Regions from separate parts of the Gossypium arboreum genome. Here region 1 is linked to region 2. A link is a contact called in public Hi-C data. All regions are on one chromosome and are shown on one strand. The core of a region is the stretch at or near the end of the contact, and the rest is flanking DNA. Distances in the headings are between cores, read along the strand shown. Region 1 holds the start of LOC108454626 (protease Do-like 8, chloroplastic). Region 2 holds the start of LOC108453988 (structural maintenance of chromosomes protein 4).

What was found. Hi-C and Micro-C count contacts between places; a contact is called where the count stands out from the background.
Region 1: a Hi-C map of leaf shows a contact between it and region 2, with 5 times the contacts expected there. The contact joins the promoter of LOC108454626 here to the promoter of LOC108453988 in region 2. A contact is called at or near these places in 2 of 5 Hi-C or Micro-C datasets (both in leaf).

Annotation. Positions count from the first base shown.
Region 1 is chr9:3,777,629-3,781,698 of ASM2569848v2, forward strand. It overlaps LOC108454626 (protease Do-like 8, chloroplastic), which reads left to right and starts at 2,428. Exons shown (of 13, transcript XM_017753151.2): 1 at 2,428-2,800; 2 at 3,371-3,501. The coding sequence starts at 2,643.
Region 2 is chr9:3,431,981-3,436,283 of ASM2569848v2, forward strand. LOC108453988 (structural maintenance of chromosomes protein 4) reads right to left here and starts at 2,903. Exons shown (of 28, transcript XM_017752262.2): 1 at 2,588-2,903; 2 at 1,692-1,781; 3 at 1,429-1,530; 4 at 1,016-1,192; 5 at 802-932; 6 at 524-602; 7 at 278-435; 8 at 116-191. The coding sequence starts at 2,737.

The DNA.
Region 1 (4,070 bases), core at 1,178-3,677, 350 kb after region 2:
AATTCGTAAACTCCGGTAATGCCTCGTACCCTATTCCGGTAATGAATACGGGTAGGGGTATTACAAACCACAAGATGCTTCATATTATCATACGAGGTTAAAGAATCATAAACCTTATCAACTGTGAGAGACTTGTGGCTATATAAATCATGTCTCTAAAGGTTGAATAAGACGGGGGCAACGAATAAAGTAGAATCAACCCTAGATCTTCCTTATCATACTGAACCTCCATGGCCTCCAAGTTTGAGAGAATTTCTTTAAACACTGTTAAGTGTTCATGTACAGATGCACCTTCCTCCAAATGATGAGCATAAAGACGCTGCTTCATATGCAACTTGCTTGTTAGAGTTTTCGACATACATATTTGTTCTAGCCTCTTCCATAATGCATGCATAGTCTTCTCTTTCATCACATCCTGCGAATTTCGTTGGACAAATGCAGATGTAATTGTGTTAACGCCTTTCGATCCTTACGCTTCTTCTCTTCATCTGCTAATGTCGAAGGCATCTTATCTATTCCTAGCAGGACATCCTCCAGATCCATCTGCGCAAGACCTGCTTGCATTTTAATCTGCCACAACGCAAATCTGGTATTGCGATCCAATAGCGGAATTTCATACTTCAAAGAAGCCATTACCGTGATCGAGATGAATAACTCGGAAGCTCGGATACCAATTTGTGAAAAAAAAATAAAAAATAAAAAAATAAAAAACACACAGATTTTTACGTGAAAACCCTTTCGGGAAAAAATCACGGGCAGAGGAGAAGAAAATTCACTATGTTGAATTCGAATTTAATTACAAGAGGAATAGACTATATCTATTTATAGGCTTGTAAAGCAATATTCTAGTAAGACTGAAACACCTTATTCTAATAAATATCAAATATATAGAATTTAATAAGGTTTAAAAAACTTTATTCTAAAATAAAATAAAAGAAGTGTAATTCTATATGGATTCTTCTTTTATTTTATTTTACCACTGTATTTTATTTAAATAAGGATTCGGGTCACTTAATTTTAACATCCAAAGACCATTCCAGTTCCTTGGTTGATGAGATGTCTAATCTTGTCCCCACGAGGTCAATCCAAGTAGCAGAAGCAATGACTATTCTTATTGTGTGTTGTCTTGCAAAGGAATAGGATTGGTTGCATTTCATCTTTTGACTCTGATTATCAGAATGTGATTATTCAACTAAATTCAGCATTATTACAATGTTATTTTTATTGGTTATATGATTATTGAGTGAATTTTTTTTATTTTAAAATTGCACACCAAAAATTATAATGAAAAATTGTAACAATATTAACAATTGAACCTAAATTTTTAAATTTGAAAAGTAGAGACTAAAATTTCGAAAATAAGAGTACAATGACTACATTTCAAATTTGAAAAAAGTAGAAAGACTTATAGCACACTTTAACCTTATAATAAAAGAAAATGTCACATTAGTGTTGTAATTCATCATATGATCAATAAAACCTTTGACTAAGTTAGTGTCACGAGCCAACGGGACACCAACTCGGTTAGAAAATTATGGGAATGTACTTTCGTAATAAAAATAAGTAATATTATTCAAAGATATTTTAAATTAATATTATTTGAGGTTATTTTTATTTTTCACTTAAAAATCAAAGGAAATTATGGGAATGCCCTTCCGTAATAAAAATAAGTAATGTTATTAGAGGATATTTTAGTCTTTTACATAAAAAAACTAATAAGCCTTTTCGTAATAAAAATAATTGATATTGTTTGAGGATATTTTAAAGTAATATTAGTGGATGGTATTTTAGTCTTTTCACTTTATAAAAAACCAAATAAATTATGAGAATACCCTTCCATAATAAAAATTAATCTTTTCACTGTAAATAAATCAATAAAAATATGCATACGATGAGATTAGAACACATGTCAATTGCATTAGTAAAACCTTTAATTTAAAACTCAACTAAATATTTATTTTGATATTTTATACATTTTAATTTTATTATGCACATTTTATTACCTTCTTCCGTTCTTATTAATTAGTTTCAAACAATACGATTCATTGTTTATTGTCTGTTCTTTTGATTTCCTTTTAATCTAATTTGTTAATTTTAATAATATACTGAATTTTATGTGTTATTAAACATTAATTTTAAATCATATGTTTAATTATTTATTGGATACTATTTTTAAAAATACATTTATATTTCGAATTTATGAGTTACACACATACTAAGTGTTATAGGATTTCCAGTGTGTATTAAACACAAATAAAGAACTGTTTCAAATAAATTAACAGGTGAAACAAAAATATTGTTCGGACAAAAATGCAGTTCCAAATGTAGAAACTGGAATTCATCACAGAGGGATTAAATTCGTAAAAAATGAAAAATACAAGAACCCTTTATAAAATTTGACCTAATGCATATTGTCGAAAGTAGAGGATATTTTTTGAAATTGGAACATAAATGTGGTTCTTTTAATTAAGTAATTCCATATCTGAAAAAAACAGACGAAAAATAGTAGATTATCATCATCTACTCAAACTCCATTTATACTGCAACTTAGCTTCAAAGACGACCCCAAAACAAAATATTTATTTTATTTTTTACTCAAAAATTTCTGCAACTCATCTTAGTTCACAGTTAACCCAAAAAAAATGCAAGTTTTGGTCTGCAGCAATTCGTGCTCATTAAACCTTAATAGCAACAACGTTAAGAGTCACTTGCTCATGGGTCGTCGCGAACTCTTGTCTACTTTATGTTCCACTGGTTCCCATAAAGAAATCGTTTCTCACAAACCCATTTCCATTTTAAGGTTGGTTTTCGCTTTCCTTCACTATTTTCTGCTAATTTTCTTTTATACCCATTTAGCTTTCAAGTTCTCTTTGCTTGGTGAAATTAATAAATTTCAGTTTTTTACCGCTTCTAATTACTTTTTCTTTGGTTCAATTTAATTCGAGTGTGATTTGTTTTTCTAGTATTTGTAGGAGTATTTGTGCTTGTGTTTTAATGTGTATGCATGTATATTCATGTATGGATTTATGTACAGAAGCACCATTACAATGTGGTTTATGTATCAATGTAAGCATCCGTATATATGTGAATGTACATGAGTATGTGGTCATTTATGTGTGTGAGCATTTTCAGCTGTCACTGTATGTGGATACTCAATTACTCCTGTATGTAATACATGTTCATGTATATACTTAGCTATGAATATTGATCTGTTTTTTTCTTTTACTGAAAATCCAATGCTAAAGGCTAAGATTGGTAATTTGTATACTTGTCATTGCTGTTACAGAAATTGATTCCAACATACATTTTTATTTTGTGCTGTTTTTTTAGTTGTTCATTGTTTTAAATATTGCTTTATTGATGCTTTTAGGATGATTAGTGAACGAATGGCCGATTTTGGTGAGGTAATAATAGGTAAAAGTATACCCTTTGCGACAAGGAGGGTACTTCTTGCTGGTCTTTTTGCCTGTTGGACTTTTCATCCTTCAAGGTACTTATCAGGTGTGCACATTTCAGCTCCAATTTGCCCTTAGCTGCTTTAAGAACTTAATTCATATGAACCGCTTCTGTTGGCTGCTGAAATATTGAAATCTTCCCTGCTTTATTGATAATTTTGTTTAGCGAGTACATTGTCATTCAAAACTAAGCTTACTTATGTAAATGACTTGAAATCTGGTGTCACCTATTTTAATTTACTTTCATTAAAATTTGTAGCTGTAGTGAACTTGCAGCCACTTTTAGGGTGTGCTTGGTTGAGTGGAAAAGTGGAGGATGGAAAGAGAAAGTGGAAAATTGGAAAAAAAAAAAGGGTGTGCTAGATAGGGAAGAAAAATGAAAAGAAAGAAAATAAGAGAGATGAACTTTGTAGAGGGTTCTTTGGTAGAGAGAGGAACGGTTGCAACAAGCAATCAAAGCGTACCAAGAGAAGGTGGAGAGGAAGACTAGGGTAGAACCTATAATTCATCGAGCGTGGCGACAGTAGGTGGTTTGTAAAGTGCAGAAAAGGGAAGTGTGGCTTAGAATAAAATTGAGCGAAGGAATAAGTTGAGAAAGTTTTAAAGAGAGTTTTT
Region 2 (4,303 bases), core at 1,653-4,152:
ACTGCCTAACGCATTTGTACTCAAAACCATTATCTAACAAGGAACATAATACTCATCAAGTTAAAATATTTCCATAAGCATATCACTGTGAAGCATACACCAATCAAATGCGAACCTCTTTTCTTATCAGGTGCTTGTTGTGCACAGACTCAATCTCCTTCAACCTCTTACTGCTCTCCTGAATCTCTTCCCTGAATTAGGACATCGTAACTGTAAATCCTAATTACATATTGAAGCATAAATATGAATACTGAATGCATATCTTAAACAGAACAACCTTTTATTCTTCAAATTTTCTTCTAAGTTGGAAACGTTTTCCCGTAATTCTACCATTTTCAAATTGGTATCTTCATGGGCCAATTTTGCAGCTTTCTCTTGCCATTTCAAGAGAGAAAGCTCTTTCAACATGTACGCTTCTGCCTCATTCTTAACATCCTATTGCACAGAAAATATAACAGTTCAAGTACATATATTATAGATGATACCAATTTAAAAAAAGGGGAAAATAGCATCATTAACAAACCTCCAAGCTATCTCTTTCTTTCTCTGCTAATTTAACCATTTGCACAACACCTGATCGTTTTTCATTGAGACTTTCTAACCTGGAAGCAAAAAGGGAAACAACATAAAATAGTGTTAAGACATATACAAGTCTAGAAGACAGTTACTAGTAATCTATTCACTATGGTGGACTGTCTTGATAGCTACTAGCAAACAAGGTGATAAAAAACAAGTTAAAAGGTCTCGAGTACTAGTGTCAAAAATAGCAAAACATTCTGTGTACACAGGAAAAATACTCACTCCTTAGATGATTCGTCAATCTTTTCAACATATTTGTTTGTTCCTATTATGTCCTCCAAATATTCAAGGAAACCTTCATCATGAGGCCCTTGTGCTTTTGGCTTCATGAGCGAAATTTGCTCAACCTCACCCTGATAATAACTATTAAAACATGAATAAAAGTAGAACAAGAACTTGAAATTTCTAAATATTAAACCTTTTGAATATACTGAACCTGAAGAATAAGAAACCGATTGTTGTCAAGATCAACTCCTTTCCCTTTCAGTTTCTTTGTAACTTCTGTAAAGTTACTAGCACGGTTATTGATGTAATATTTGGATGAGTTATCCCGAAATGCAACCCGGGAAATAACAAATTCACTTCCTGGAACAGCTTCATATGTCCCGTCATCCTGCAGTCAGTAGAGAGTTAGTTCCAAAGTAGCACCACCTTAAGATTCTTAAATTCCATGATATTGGGACATAAAACAGTGAAATTGAATGGTTTAAAACTCAAGGGTTTTGCAGATTAAGCGCCTAGAAAAAAATTGCAGCATTTAGCTTCCCAAAACCTCTGTTTATAACCACTCGGTCACTAGGTGAAAAGCCTACACCCAAAATCAAGAAAAACAAAATGAAAAAGACTCACCAGATCAATAATCTCCTGAAAATGAACAGAAACACCAGCACTATCAAGATTTTGATGATTAGTTGAATTGTGAATAAGCTCAGAAACTTTATTAAGCCGCATCTGCACAATTAGATCAGCAAAATCAAGCACGAAAGGATATAGAAAAAGGGAAATCTTCAAAAAGTACTGCCAGGTATATGATTAGAAGTACCATTGTAGCTACATAGGAACAAAAAAGAAGATAAATACCCAAATAATAGAATTTTGCTAATAAAAACTACCTGCTTTGCTCTCTTCCCAAATACAAAAAGCATGGCATCTATCACATTGCTTTTACCACTTCCATTTGGCCCAACCACAGCAGAAAAGCTCTAAATTTCATCGAAACAAGAAAAGAAATCGGGGGGAACAGAGAGAAAGAGTTTAAACTTTATAGTTAGTGGAAGAAATATTAAATTCCTAAGATGAAAAGTAAAATTTGAGGACAAAATGATATCTTTTTAGCCTACTCAATAGTACAGTGAACAAACTTAAAGAAACTAAGACTTGAAATACGAAAGATAATTATTTGAAAAAGTCATAATTTGAGTTAAATTTTTGAACTTGTCATATAGACTAGCAACTTGCCACTCAATTTTCCACCTCTTTCTCGCAACCAAAAGAAGGGAACACTAAGAACAGAAAAAATAAATTATCTCAAATTCAATTCGTGCAATTATCATATCATTTTACATTTTTTTTCTTGGCAACCAAGCAGGAGTTAGACTACTAACAAACAAACTAAAAGCTTACTTTCTACATCTAACTATTAAAAAAAAAAAAAAAAAGGTAATCGAAAATATAAATTTTTGAAATGTTCATCAATCTGGAATTTTCTTTCTCGATTTCCAGTGCTTTCTCAGTAACCAAAAGGAAACCGTTAAAATTACAACAAAAAGGAGAAAAAAAAAAGAAAGCTATTCGAGTTGAAGTCATGTAATTTTTAATTTCCTTCTCAGTTCTTCATTTTCTCAAAAGAAAAAAAAACGAAATAATGAACTAATAACGAAAGGAAAAGCTAATCCAAGTTGAGTCCGTGGAATTATTACATAAATTTTGCAATTTTCCTTCTCAATTTCCAAACTTTCCTAGAAACCAAAAAAAAATATCAAAATTAAACGATAAAAGAAAATATAACCTTGTGAAAGGGACCGACGCGCTGTTCACCGGCATAAGACTTGAAGTTCCTCATCACCATCTCGTTAATTACTAACCTCGGTCCTCGAGATCCCACTTGGGCCTGCTCTGGTTCGCGAGTCGCGAACTCATCCTTCGTTTCCACCCCCATACGGAAATGAGCGGCTGCTGAGTCAACTCGCTGCTGTTGAATCGGTTTGAGACTTCGAGACGATTTGATGGAATAAACAAGTAAAAGGAAGATGAAAAAGTTTAATAAGTATTTGAGCGAAATTTCAAAAGGGATATTTTAGCGGGAATTTGAAATGAAAAAAACATAAATGGGCCTTCGTTCGGCCCTTTTGACCATTAATAAGCTTCTGAAACTTGCACATTGCAAAAATAAAACACACATCGTTTATGTTTTTTTAAGGCATAATGACAATTTTAGTTCTTACTGTTTACTCATTTTCTCACTTTAGTCCTAATTTTTTTTATGGATCGCTTTGGTTCTCAACCTTCAAATTTTAGTCAAATTACTTCTTGTTAAATAGAAAAGCTCACTGAAAATTAAGATTTTAATAGCCCTAGCGTTGTAACGCGTGTGGCAATTCACGTGTACTTCATTGTTGATGTGGTTATATTTTAAAAAATGAACCTTTTATAATTTGTTGAATTTTTAAAAAATATTTTTTTATAAAGTATACATGGACTATCATGTGAGTCGTCATATAGTGCCATTAAAATTGGTGACTAAAATAACAAAATAAGTAAACATTAAGAACTAAATTAGTGAACAAAGTCCAACACTAGTCGAAGTATCATGGCTAGTTTTCTTAGCCAATTGGATTCCCAAACAATATATTGGCAAAAAAAAAAAAAAAAGGTAAATACTTTTGGTCATGTATGTCATCAATTTGTTAAGTTATAATCATTGGCCCATTAAATAGCATTATCGATATAACAGTAAATTGAAGTATCGCATTAATATCATCATTTTCATATGAAAATTTCAAGTTACATTATACAACTAATCCCTATACTTTTTTTTTTAACAATTTAATTCTTTTTCTTTTAACTTTGTCTTTTGTTTTCTTTTCCTCTTTCATTTTTCTTCCTCTTTCTTTATCCTCTTTTCTCCTTTTTTTTTTCTTTTCTTTTCATGAAAGTTTGCATGATAAAACAATATTATGATTGAGATAGAAATCACATTCATTTGAAATGAGGTCATATGGTATTCATCTACGACTTAGTTATATATTAAGAAGGCATAAATATTTATTTGGCTCTTTAATTTTATAAAAAAATTAATTTAGTCTTTTATTTAATTTTTCGTCTCTTTTAACCTTTAAATCTATGTTATTTGTCAAATCACTCTAAAATAGATAAAAAATTAATATTTGTCAAATTTTTTGACGTGGTATACACGTAGATTGCCATGTAGATGCCGTGTTAGTAATAAATTAAATTTTTAAATTTTAAGAAATTCAAAAAATTATTAAAATTATTTTTAAAAGTATAAAATTATAAAAATTTAAAATTAATTAATTGCCAAAATGTCATAAACATGATATATATGGGCTATCATGTGGATTCGTCATCAGTTAACAAAAATTAACTTTTTCATCCATTTTGAGATGATTTAGCAAATAATACAAATTCAAAGTTTAAAATTGATACATGAAATAAGTTTTTATGCCTGCAAGAATTGTTAACATTATGTTTTTGTTTTTTTTTC